Regions from separate parts of the Mus musculus genome. Here regions 1 and 3 are each linked to region 2. The links are chromatin contacts, called in public Hi-C maps. All regions are on one chromosome and are shown on one strand. Each heading gives the region's core, a stretch centred on a gene start, on an enhancer-like site or on the middle of the called end of the contact. The rest is flanking DNA. Distances are from core to core; before and after follow the strand shown. Region 1 holds the start of Lmbrd1 (LMBR1 domain containing 1). Region 2 holds the start of Rpl7 (ribosomal protein L7). Region 3 holds the start of 4732440D04Rik (a long non-coding RNA gene).

Region 1 (4,360 bases), core at 536-3,035, 8.6 Mb before region 2:
TGTTTGTTTTTTGAGACAGAGTTTCTCTGTGTATCTGTGGCTGTCCTGGAACTCACTCTGTAGACCAGGCTGGCCTTGAACTCAGAAATCCACCTGCCTCTGACTCCCAAGTGCTGGGATTAAAGGCGTGTGCCACCACTGTCCGTTTAATTTTTAGTAAATCACATTTTGCACCTCGCAACAGTACTTCTCTACTGCCGGGTTGTTCCTGATTCAAGGCCACAAACTATCCAAAGGCTACTTTTCCACTGGCACTTTCTTCCAACAGTATCCTCTCCCAAGTCCTATTTCCCTTATAAAATCATATTTTCTCTTTCAATGCTTAAGATCTCTATTTCCTAACTTATGATCAGCCCCCTCTTAAAAAGCCACTTATTATTTTGTTTGTATCCTCCTAGATAAAACTACTGTATCCACAGTAAAACTACTGTGCTTTAAATGCTTTTTCATTAATCAAGATACTCCAACTCTACGTTCCTGCTGGTAACATGCTTATTTTTCACTAAACATATGGGCTGGGAAAGCCAGTGAATTCTCTCCTAGTACAGGGCTAGATAGCCTCCCTCCAGGACACAAGCTAAGCATGGCCCAGGGCAATGGGATTTGTTAAAGTGAAGGGAGCATGCCAGTACTAAGACTGAATTTAGGGTTCCTGAACATGCAAGGCAAGTGTCGTGTGCGTGTGTGTGTCTGTGTGTGTGTCTGTATCTCTGTGTGTGTGTGTGTGTGCGCGCGTGCGCGCGCTACCTGATGAAAAACTGAAAAACTTGACTACCTGAACAAACTACCCAAGGGTCAGTATAGGGAATCTGAAACACATCGGACGAGTTTCAAAATGCAAACACTAACTGACCATAGGACTGAAGTCTTTGTAGAGTGGGGAAGGATTTGACAATATGAAATGTCATAAGAGAAGCAAACTAAACGAAGTCAGAAAGTAACAACCAGGTCACTCTGAGTCACTACAGTTGGGTTTTGTGCACCCAATGATCAGAGAAGTCTGGAAAAGAAGGCACCTGAGGTCAGACAGGTAATAACCTCCCGCCTGGCCAAGCGGCTCTACAGCGTTCTAAGTGGAATGTAATACCTAGAACGTGACACTCACGTCATCAAGGCAGAATCGCACAATGGGCGCGGGGAAACAAGGGGGGGCGGGGGGGGAAGGAGGCATTTAAACAAATAAACAATTGATTCTGTCAGAGCCCAGAAGCCTGGCCCAGAGGCGGTGAGGACTCCAATTCAAGCCGTGATCACGCCTTTCTCCACCCCGAGGGTCGCTCGTCCCCAAACTCACCCGCCAGCTACATTCTCAGACAAGAGACAGAAGCTGGCTGAAGTTAGGAAGGAGACCGCGGAGGATCAGCGCCTCTTCGCCTTCCTCCGGAGACCCTCGCGGACCCAGCAGAGAGCAGGGCGGGCGAGGAGGGTCCCCGACAGGCGAGGCCAGCGCTGGCCCGCCCTCCTCCTCCTCCCACCCCCTCACCCTGGGAGAACTCGGAGCGCCTCCCCTACCAGGAGCAAGAGGCCGAAGATGCACCAGCCGATCACCAGCTCGGCCGCCGCCGCCGCCATCTTCGCTTCCGGTCCGGATAAGCCCAAAGGGGTGGGGAGGGAAGGCACGGGACGGGACGGGACGGAACGAAGAGGGACCCGGAACTGCGCAGCCTAAAGGTTAAAGGGGCGGAGGGGCAGAGCGGAGGGTTGCCAAGGAGACCCGGCCCGCGAGCGTCCCCTGGCGACCAGCCGAGCCGAGGCGGGGCGCACCCGACGCACCGTGACGTCACCACGCTGCCCGCCCACGCGCGGCCTGCGTGCCACTTGATCTTGCTGGCACTCTAGGAGCTTTACGGAGGCAGGGCTGTGTCTGTGCCTCTGAATGTAGAGTGACATTACGGGTTTTCATTGCTTCCAAAAACAAGGTTTTGATCCCATTATGCAATCAGAAGTCATCCTGGTGCAGGAATGACTCAGAATAAAAGAATGTCATCTGCCCAGATGACTTTATAATTTGCTGATGACCAGGTCACGTCATTGCTTGACGGCACTGTGCTACCACGTGATGTTTCGTTTTGTTTTGTTTTTTCCATCTGCGCGTACCTGTGAATTTCCATGATGGTTTCATACAATTAAAATGTCCGAGTCTATGAACTGTAGGTGCTAATAATATGCTCAAGTGAACAAAACAGAGATTGTTGTAAATCTTATGTGAAGCTGAGGGAAAACCTGGGATGCTTGCCTGGGTCCCGTGGTGTATTAGTGTGTATTTAAATTGAATAAACAAACCCCGGCGTGATATTTAGTTTTGATTGTGGACGTTTGTCTGTGGGCTTGATACAATGCAGAACCATCTCGGAAGACTCAGTGACAAATTGTCTCGAATACATTGTCCTGTGGGCTTGTGAGGGATTTTTTCCTTTAATTGGGCTGAGGTGAGAAGCCCCACCCTGAATGTGGGTGGTAACATTTCCACATCCCTGGACCAGAACTGAAGACTTACTTAGCATGCGTGCATAACTCATTGCTGTGTGCGCTTGACCTTGGATGTGAGTAGCCACCTCTAGTTCCTGCTGTCTATAACATCACCACAACAATGCGCTGAAACCTTGCACTGTGAACCCAATAAACACTTCCATCCTTAGGACACTAAGACACTTAGGATGCAGTCAAAACAGTTTATGGATGAACTCCATCGTCGCTATAGTTTATTCTGCTGTGATATTATTACTCACCTTGGTCTTATTTCTGACTGGAAGTCTGCAGTAGTTAAGGGTTGGGTAGAAGTGTCGAAATGAGAAGAAAGTGGAAACAGAATGTGTTTTATATGAACCGGTCCCATCAGAAACTCTCTGGTGGAAGTGTGTGTCCGTCTCTGAGATCTCATGTGTGTCCCCAAGTGCATCACCAACAAGTCATGCTTGTGCTTTACTTCTTGAGCCAATGCCTTTTAACCCTTCTGTAGTAGGCTTGCTGGTTAGAGGAGATATCAAAAACCACCTGAGACCAGTCATCCCTGTTGTCTTCAATGGCCCAAATCCTCTTTGAAAACGATCACATAATCAGTAATTTTGTGAGCACAAGCTGTTCCTCCTGAAGCTGCATTTCCCTAATTCTGCCATGGAACAAATAACTTACTTTTGCATATTTCCATAGGATTCAGATCCCATTCCACATTGGTATGAATCAGACAACACCTTTCTCTATATCGTAGTATTATGTCCATTTTCAAATAGGTTCCTTGAGACCTCTTCCATTAGGCAGTTGTCCATCACTAAGTGAAAGTACTTGAGATAATCAATTTATAAGTCTTATTATGGTTTATGATTTCAGAGGTTAGAACCCATGGTTATCCAATCTATTGCTTTGACTCATGGTGTCTTACATGGTATATTATGTAAGACTGTGTGGTAGAGAAAAACTTTACCTCATGGCAGCTGAAGAACAAAAATAGAGGAAGCGACTGAGTCCACTTGTGGTGGTTTTGTAGTTCTACCTCCTCTGTTTCCTCTCTAAAGTATCCAGACACAGCTGATACACACCAGGTTTGAAGGATGAAGCAGCATTCGGAACCAGTGGGGTCTACAGGACTCCAGTCTAGTGTGAGCAGGTGCCAGGGAGAAGGCCTTCTCCAAGGATTTTGATGAATAGCTCTCTTAGACCATCTTAGCTTGTGTACATACCTTTCTTCAGGGAGGGCTTGTATGCGTACACTTTATTCAGGGCAGAGAAGGACTATATATGAGCAGAGAGAAAGAGAGAGAGAGAGAGAGAGAGAGAGAGAGGTAGAAGATGAGAGAAACTGGATTCCTCAGACAAGGTTCCAGAAAGGGAAGCCTTGCTGGTGAAGGAAGTCTTCCATTTTGTGTGGAGATCAGAGGAGCTATCCCGACCCGACATGGTAGACTATCCCTTTCATTTGCAGGCTTTCCCCACAGGTTTAAATAGATATGGCTCCAATAAACTCATGTGTTTGAATGCTTGCTGGGCCCATAGGGAGTGACACTGTTAGGAGGTGTGGCCTTGTTGGAGTAGGTGTAGCCTTGTTGGAGGAAGTGTGATGTATTGTGTGGGGGAGGGGCTTTGAGGTCTCCTATGCTCAAGCTACACCCACTGGGGCTCCCAGTCTCATTTTGCTGCCTGCGTGGATCAAGATGTAAAACCCTCAGCTCCTCCAGCATTATCTCTGCCTGCGTACTGCCATGCTTCCCACCATGATGATAATGGGCTAAACCTCTGAAACTGGAAGCCAGCCCCAATTTAGTGTTTTTTTTTATAAGAGTCGCTGCGGTATCTCTTCACAGCAATGAAACTCTAACTAAGACACCTCTCAAAGGTCATGCCTTTGGTGGCCTAATTTTCATTA
Region 2 (4,182 bases), core at 1,424-3,923:
ACATTTTGAACCTTACATAAAACACACAGCTTCTGGTAAGTTTGGTAACAAATGACAGGTATATGGGAGAATGGAGCCCAAGTCAATTTAGCCACCAATTTTCCTAGAACAGTATCTATAGTGGGTCATGATCTCTACTTAGGCTTTAAAAAAGTTTCAGGCGCAAACTAATTGTTAAACACATAAGATGTAGATTGGGGTGCCTCCAAATCATGAGAGAAATTTTGCAAAAGGCGGGGGGGGGGCGGGGGGGGGCGAGAGAAAGCACTTTCTCAAGAGGAAGGGAAGCACTCATATTTACTCAGGGTTAGTAACTAAAGCACTTACTTAAGGCTGGGGAAACAATGTAATTATTTTCCAGGAGCTAAAGTTATAGTGAAAGGATCTATAGCGCCCAAGTCTAAGCAGCTCAGACCTCACAGAAACAGATAACTGTTTCAGTCCACTGTGGAAACAACTTCTCAAGACTCTCTATCTTCCCATCATGCCACATGCAAATCAGACTGAGAAATTACTTTTGGACCCAAACCTGCGGTAGCAAGTTCCCCCTGTCTTACACTACTCGCAGAGTTTAGGAAACCTCAGCTTGGGACCGAAGAAACAGGATCTCCTATGTTTTGCACGCTTTCAGTCTTCTAACACAGAAAACCTTGCTCTCTTATCAAGGGGCAAATTCCACTCGCCTTCCAGAAGACCAGCGGGGTGTTCCTTTCCGGGAGAGCGAGGCTGCCCATGACACTAGGCAGTGGAGACCCTCCGGGCTGGGGAGATGTTTGACTCAACAATACACAGGCATTACCTTGCAGAGCAGCAGCGTCGGCCGCCTCCAGGTCCCGGTAGATGTGGCGAACCATGCCTGCGGTCTCCTCATTGCTCTGCGTGTTGATGTCCCAGAGAACCAGCAGCGCCCGGCGCCGGGCGAACTCGAGAGCAAAGAGGCGGCCCAGGCCGCTGCCCGCGCCCGTGATGAGGCACACCTGGCCGGCCACGCTCTTCTCCTTGGGCCGCACCAGCCAGCGCGCCGCGGCCAGCACGAACGCCCACAGCACTTTGAAAGTGACCACGAAGAACTCCACTACGATGTTCATCGCGACGCCCCGGGTCCCGCAGCAGCCCAGCACCGTGTCCTCACTCTCCCTGCGCCAGACAGCCCAGCTCCTGGCCCCGGAGGCGCTTGTCACCGCGATCCGGACGCGAAGGCTGCGCCCGGAGTCCGCCCCCGAGGTGCTGCGGGGCTGAATTGCGCGGGGCCAGTTCCGCCCGGGCTCGGCGCAGTGGCCACGGGCTGTGCCTGCCGCTGCTCCCGGCTCGGCGCCTCCTGCTGGCGGCCGCCTGTTTGTCCCACAGCGTCCGTCCGTCCGTCCAGTCCCGCTGCAGCGGCGGTGACAGCCGCGAGTTAGGCGACGCGCGCTGCCCTCATGGCCAAGCCGCCGCCGCCCGAACGTCCCCGGCGCTGCTGCAGCGGCTCCCCGTCTTCCTAGGACAGGGGTGCGCCGAGCGGATGCGTCGGGACGCGGGAGTTGTCAACTTGACTCAAGTTGCGGGAGGGTGCGGGCAGCGCCGGGAAGGGCCGACTTGCGGGGCGCACGCGAGGGCTGCCAACCGCTCGAGCTGCCAGCGCGACTCGGGTCCCCTGCCCTGCACTCGCGCCGCTGTCACTCGGGCACGGGGCCCCGCAGCGTCTGAGCGTTCCCAGCCGGCTCTGAGGTAGCTCCACACTCCGCGCTATATAACCCACCGCCGGGAAGCGCCGGCCGCTGCAGTGGCATCGGCCCTCCCTCAGCTCGGCCCTCCCCGCCCCCGGTCGCACCCCGCCCCCGGCCCAGCCTCCCCTCCCCGCTCGCCCTCCCGCCGGCCGCCCCACCGCGCGGGGCAGCCCCTCTTCCACGACCGCGGCCGAAGGCTCCCGCCCTCGTCGTGCCACTCTTCGCGGCTCACGCCCCCTGCTGAGGGTCGCCGTGGCTTGCGCCTGCCGGGTCCCGCAGCAGCGAACCCCCCCATCCTCCTCGGACCTTCGGGTCATCACTCTTCCCGGTCTCGCTGCTTTCGCCAACCGAGGGACTGTGGACCTGGCGGCCGATGATCAGGCGCTGCGGAAGACAGCCCGGCAGTCGGGCGGAAAAAGGACCTCGGCAGCGCAGCCGAGGTGGGGGAGCAGGGCTGCGTGGCCACGGGCCGCAGAGAGCCGGAGGAGGTGACAGACAGTGATTTCATAGCTCAGCTAGCCGCTGAGGACGTGAAGCCTCATACTCTAGTGAGCCTAATGGGAATCACCGCCGCGAAGGCTGCCCAGAGTGTCGGTCAACGTCGCCCTCCAGCCCCGCGGGTTATGCAGCGACGCATGCTGGGACTTGTAGTTCACATCCCTGAACATGCCTTTTGGGTCCAACGAATTCCGCAGAGCCTGACCCTAGGGTTGTCAACGCAACCTGGAGAAATTAAGCCCAGAGCTGACGAGGTGTCCCCACTCTATTCATTAAAAAAAAAAAAAAAAAAAAAAAAAATGTATTCAGTGCATTTGTTTTCCGATGAGTTTTACCATAAAGTTGGCTGGCCGTGACTAAGCCAAGCTGTTCATTTTGCGCCAGCAAAGTGCAAAAATCTCAATTCTAGATTATTTTCCGGCTTATCTCAGGACAGCTATAAGGCGTGGGGCTTCGCGCCCTGAGACCTTTAAGGAGACAGTGCGCATGCGCCACCTTTCTCTCTTCTTTTCCGGCTGGAACCATGGAGGCTGTTCCGTAAGTCGATTCTTCTCTCCCCCAGAATCCTTCTCCATCCCCCAAACTAGAGGCATTTTGTCTCACTTTTCCTGTATCTGAGTGTAGCCTGGAACCACTGCCTGCCTGTCTGGGTGTTTGTGACGCCGTGTGGTACTAGGAGGGAGTGCGGGGGGCCTCCGCGCGGAGGCCTTGGCAGTACCAGGAGCAAACTGAGGGCAGACTGCGGATCCGGCTACTTGGGCGGAGGTCCGTTCTTCGGTAGAATGTATTCCGCGGAATCATGGAACGAGATCCTTTGTAGCTAAAGTTATCTTAGCCGGCTGCTTACCGGCAGCCTCCTGCATATGGAGCTTGAGACTTGATCGAGGATCAGTGAGTCCTGGAACCCAAAAAGTGTGCAGTACAGTTTTTTCAGTGTGACTTGACAACTTGTAACAATTCACAGGCCAGGACTGATGGCTGGGGTTAGGCATAAATCTCTTTAATGTCATACATGTTTACCTTTAAGTAAGGTGTGTATAACGTGAAGGTTGTGGGCATGAACGCTGCATCTCCAGTAGAGCTTTCGGGAACGACGGAGATGCTAGATGCTGCCGGTTTGAGTGGGTGACAGTTTTAACGTAGTTCTGAGCACCTAGTGTGTGTGATACATCACCAGGAAGTTTTTTGACCTACTAGTAATTCTCTACAAACAACAGAGAGAAGAAAAAGAAGGTTGCCACTGTGCCAGGAACCCTTAAGAAAAAGGTTCCTGCTGGGCCAAAAACTCTCAAGAAAAAGGTTCCCGCTGTGCCAGAAACCCTCAAGAAAAAGCGAAGGAATTTCGCAGAGTTGAAGGTGAAGCGCCTGAGGAAGAAGTTTGCCCTGAAGACAGTAAGTAAACTTTGGAGGTCTTTAGTGGGCCAGGGAGCTTATTGGGACTGAGCGTGGGGTGAGATTGAAGAGAGATCTTCCTGGTTTGATATTCTCAAGTCATCCTTGTATAAAACTGATGCTGTGCTCTGTTTCAGAGCCAAGAATTATGACTGACTGGCCATTGGTTTTTCAGCTTCGAAAGGCAAGGAGGAAGCTCATCTATGAGAAGGCAAAGCACTATCACAAGGAGTACAGGCAGATGTACCGCACTGAGATTCGGATGGCCAGGATGGCAAGGAAAGCTGGCAACTTCTATGTGCCCGCAGAACCAAAGCTGGCCTTTGTCATCAGAATTCGAGGGTGAGTTCACTTTGCATCGTGTTCTGGCAGCAATGGCTGTATTGTGCCTGCCCTTAGGAAGGGGGCCGAGAATTACGGGGGGCGGGAAGTTGTTTGTGAAACCTGTGCCTAAGCTGCTTGCTCTGACTGCATTTCAGTGTCCTGTAGTTGTCTAAGAGCTTAAAAACAGTTTACTTAGTATCATTCAGTCATCTTTTATGATAAAACAGGAATCAAGAGAAGGCAAGCTAGTAGTGATAGCGTG
Region 3 (3,838 bases), core at 1,030-3,529, 9.9 Mb after region 2:
AGAATAAGCATCAACAAAGGAGTACACATGGCTCCTCCTGCATATGTAGCAGAAGGTGGCTTGTCATGCATCAGTGGGAGGAGAGGTCCCTTGGTCCTATGAAGGCTTGATAGATGCCCCAGAGGGCAAGGGAGGTGGGAGTGGGTGGATGAACACCCACATAGAAGGGAGGATGGGATAGGGTGTTTCCAGAAAGGGGAGGAACTGGGAAAGGTGATAACATTTGAAATGTAAATAAGGAAAATACCCCCCCCCAAAAAAAGTCTCGGTTTGTGACTGTCTCTCTCCTTCGTTCTACAGATGGTGTTGGATCTCTCTAGAGCTGGACTTACAGCAGGTGGTGAGCAATATAAAGTGAGTGCTGGAACTGAACTGGGGTCCTCTGGAGAAGTGAGTGCTCTTAACTGCTGATACATTTCAAGCCCCCAAATATTTAAAGATTACATTTATTTTATGAGTCAATTTGCCACAGTACTTGTGAAGATTAAAGAACAAGTAATGATATTCAGTTTTGTTTCCACCATAATGCCATACATACTATCATGTATCTTACCTGAACTGCATAATATAAAAATAATTTTACACTACGGCACTAACATTCTGGCATCATATCTAATTCATCAAAACTATATAAAATCCATGACTTTAGAGAACATTTTCTAATTGTATATTTTACTTTACAGTGTATATTAACTATGAAACAAAACCCAAATTACCTATAATACTGAATTAGCTTTTACTCTATCAGACCAAGACTATAAACACAGGGCAGTATCAAATGTCATTTGCTGTCACCAAAGGCTATGGGAAGAACAGAATAGTAGTGAATTATAATCTGGATACATATTCTTTGGGCAGCTACTGACCAATTTTTATATGGATAGTGAAGGAAAAACTGATGTCTCAAACAATGAAAACAGATCACTACGTTTTTGTTTTCATAATTACAAGTCAATAATATTAGAATTAAATCCAGCAAAAATCAGTAATCTTAAGGGCACTCATTAAACATCTGAGAAAGCTGAAACTACTAAGTCTCCTTATGACCACTCAAGTTCTGCACACACTTGCAGACTCACTAAACTTAACAGAAGGGTAAAAAGGAAAAGTAATGCTTTTAGGACCTTAGACAATAATCAGTTTTATGATAAGCAAACTACGCTTCCTAGGTCCATAATGCAAAAAGAATTCTAGAGAAATGTGCTAAGTACTATGATTTTATCTAAAAAGTACATTGCATAACCCAACATGCCACAATCTGCTTCTCTAACCTCCTTTCTAAACCAGCAATTGATATTGGTCATTTTTCCTTCTTTAAAATGCCCAAGGGTTATCTAAACACACACATATGAGATATATGTTACTCTAGTTCAGTGTTATTTACAGGTGTACTTTGTAAGATCAATCAACATGTGAGGAACAGATTCGAGTTCAACTGTTTCCCAGACTTGCTATATCGACTGACACTCAACTCTGTGCCTTTACACATGCAGGGTCCATGAGCCATTTTAAAAAAAAACAAAAAAAAAAAACTACAGCTCGGTGTGGTGGCACACGCCTATAATCCCAGCACTCGAGGCAGAGGCAGGTGGATTTCTGAGTTCAAGGCCACCCTGGTCTACAAAGTGAGTTCCAGGACAGCCGGGGCCATACAGAGAAACCCTGTCTTGAAAAACAAACAAACAAACAAAAAAAAAAAACCAAAAAAAATTACTATGCATAAAACTTGAATGTTAGCCGGGCATAGTGGCGCACGCCTTTAATCCCAGCACTTGGGAGGCAGGCGGATTTCTGAGTTCGAGGACAGCCTGGTCTACAGAGTGAGTTCCAGGACAGCCACAGAGAAACCCTGACTCGAGAAAAAAAAAAAAAAAGCAAAAAACAAAAACCAAACAAACAAAAAAACTTGAATGTCTACAGAATGCCTCTTCCTACTACTACCCCTCAATCCTGGCATTCTATCTTCAGTAACCTCTCATGGAATATGCCTTTAATCAGAGCCTTCCATATTTTTTATTTCTTCTCTCTCTCATACCTCCAAATGGGTCCTTTTGTCAAGTAGACATAGCTTCTTAAATTCTCAAGACAATAAGACACCTTATCCAAAATTTCAAACCCACCCTCCAATAGAGACACACACTTCTTAATCTTGGCTTGCTTCTATGTTCACTTATGTTCTCACTTTTCTTCTGAATGATAAGAGACTGGAGTTTGCCTGCTGCTGAATAATTAATTACCAAGGCATCACTAATGAATACTTACCACAGCTTACTCTGAGATGTGTCAAGTCTTGGCAAAAGGGGGCCAAGAGCTGAAGGTCAACCTCAACTACAATGTACACCTCTAAGCAAAGCTCTCTTAATCAGGTAGTCGTTGAAACATTTTCCTCTCAGGTCTAACAGTGGCTCAGGGATATTACACCTTACAGAGCATGCTGGAAACTGAGTTTTAGTCCTAGCAGTACACACTAACAAGGCAAGAAACAAAACAAATAAACAAAAACAACTGGGGGAGACACCAGTCCTTTCATCTTTTGTCCTTTGGCTTTTACAGATCTATGTGTAAAGTCAATCTGCTGTGCATTCAAACCCTGATGTTTGCCATAAAGAGTGCTGCCTGTTCCCTCCATCTCCCCCCACCCCAAGAGAACCCTCTTCTCTCCAGGCAGAGGGCTGCTTCATTGTCTTCCCTAACTCAAAATAAAACAAAATTTTTAAATTTTGCCTAAGTCCACTAACCAATTACATTAATAAGATTTATCAATGTAAATGCTACATTATGGGCCTGACACACCCATGGCATAACTATGTAAATACCATTTATTTTGTTTTTCTTTTTTCAAGACATGTTCTCGCTATGATTCCCAAGACCACCTTAACTTACTGAGTAACTCAAATAACTTAAAGCCATCTTTCTGTCTCAGCCTCCTGGAATGTTGAGATGAATATAGCAGCTACCTTCTAAGCCTTGGCTAACGTTTAAAACAGATATAAATGCTAAAAAACATAACAAAAACTTAATTGGAAAGCGATGATTTGCGTTGTATTTGGTAATAAGACTAAATAAAATATTTCACACATAACAAGTCCATTTATAGATCCCCTCCCCCAAAAAGAAAAACCACCTACTGAAATACAGTACCAACATTTGACTAGGAACACAGATTGGTTCATTTTTAGGCTGCTTCTAAACTGCTTGCTAGCTTTGCAAACCCTCAGATAAGTAAGTCTCACCAATTCTTTACAGAAAATGGTTAGCAAAATGTATAAATTTTAACGCTCATAATAGACTTGTCAACATCCGCACCCAACTGAATGTCTTGCAGGGACTCTATCAATAAGTGAGTCCACGAGTGTTCCGTGGCATCAGTCCTATGTACCAGTTCATGGAATGATCACATTTTAAAGACTCATGACGGAAGGGACAGGATTACGAAACCATAAACAGTCACCATAGCACATCCACCACTCTGTAGAGAAAGTACTGACAGCACGTTCGAAAGCTGTCATTTGTACCAAGTTTTGGTACTCCCATAAGCCCCCACCCCAAATCCATCTGCGGGGCGAGCGAGGCTGAGTCATTCCAAGGAGTAACTTTACACCGATGCTTGCACTCCGGGGTCGGGACAAAGGCATCACCTCTAGGTTCCTCCCGTCAGGGCACTCCGGCCCTGGCCCAAACCCTCTCCGGTTTCCCGAGCCCGACACTCCAGTGCACCGAGCCCTGGAGACGGAGGCCGCGATTCAGGCCTCGGGTGAGCACCGGCGTCCTGCCGCTCCCGCGATCCTGTCAGCGGCCAGCGGGCCTCAGGGTCCCCGTAGGACTGCCGCGGCGACCC

Evidence for each region. A called contact is a pair of places that touch in the nucleus more often than the background predicts.
Region 1: a contact with region 2 is called in a Hi-C map of regulatory T cells, with 15 times the contacts expected there. The contact joins the promoter of Lmbrd1 here to the promoter of Rpl7 in region 2. A contact is called at or near these places in 3 of 484 Hi-C or Micro-C datasets (CD4 T cells, CD8 T cells and regulatory T cells).
Region 3: a contact with region 2 is called in a Hi-C map of regulatory T cells, with 14 times the contacts expected there. The contact joins the promoter of 4732440D04Rik here to the promoter of Rpl7 in region 2. A contact is called at or near these places in 4 of 484 Hi-C or Micro-C datasets (CD4 T cells, CD8 T cells and regulatory T cells).

The regions. Positions count from the first base shown.
Region 1 is chr1:24,675,969-24,680,328 of GRCm38.p6, reverse strand. It overlaps Lmbrd1 (LMBR1 domain containing 1), which reads right to left and starts at 1,785. Exons shown (of 16, transcript NM_026719.2): 1 at 1,513-1,785. The coding sequence starts at 1,572.
Region 2 is chr1:16,102,924-16,107,105 of GRCm38.p6, reverse strand. Rpl7 (ribosomal protein L7) reads left to right here and starts at 2,673. Exons shown (of 7, transcript NM_011291.5): 1 at 2,673-2,741; 2 at 3,422-3,596; 3 at 3,772-3,938. The coding sequence starts at 2,728. It overlaps Rdh10 (retinol dehydrogenase 10 (all-trans)), which reads right to left and starts at 1,224. Exons shown (of 6, transcript NM_133832.3): 1 at 800-1,224. The coding sequence starts at 1,088.
Region 3 is chr1:6,215,053-6,218,890 of GRCm38.p6, reverse strand. It overlaps 4732440D04Rik (a long non-coding RNA gene), which reads left to right and starts at 2,279. Exons shown (of 2, transcript XR_001778783.2): 1 at 2,279-2,335; 2 at 3,491-3,838. The region is part of intron 1 of Rb1cc1 (RB1-inducible coiled-coil 1); the gene reads right to left.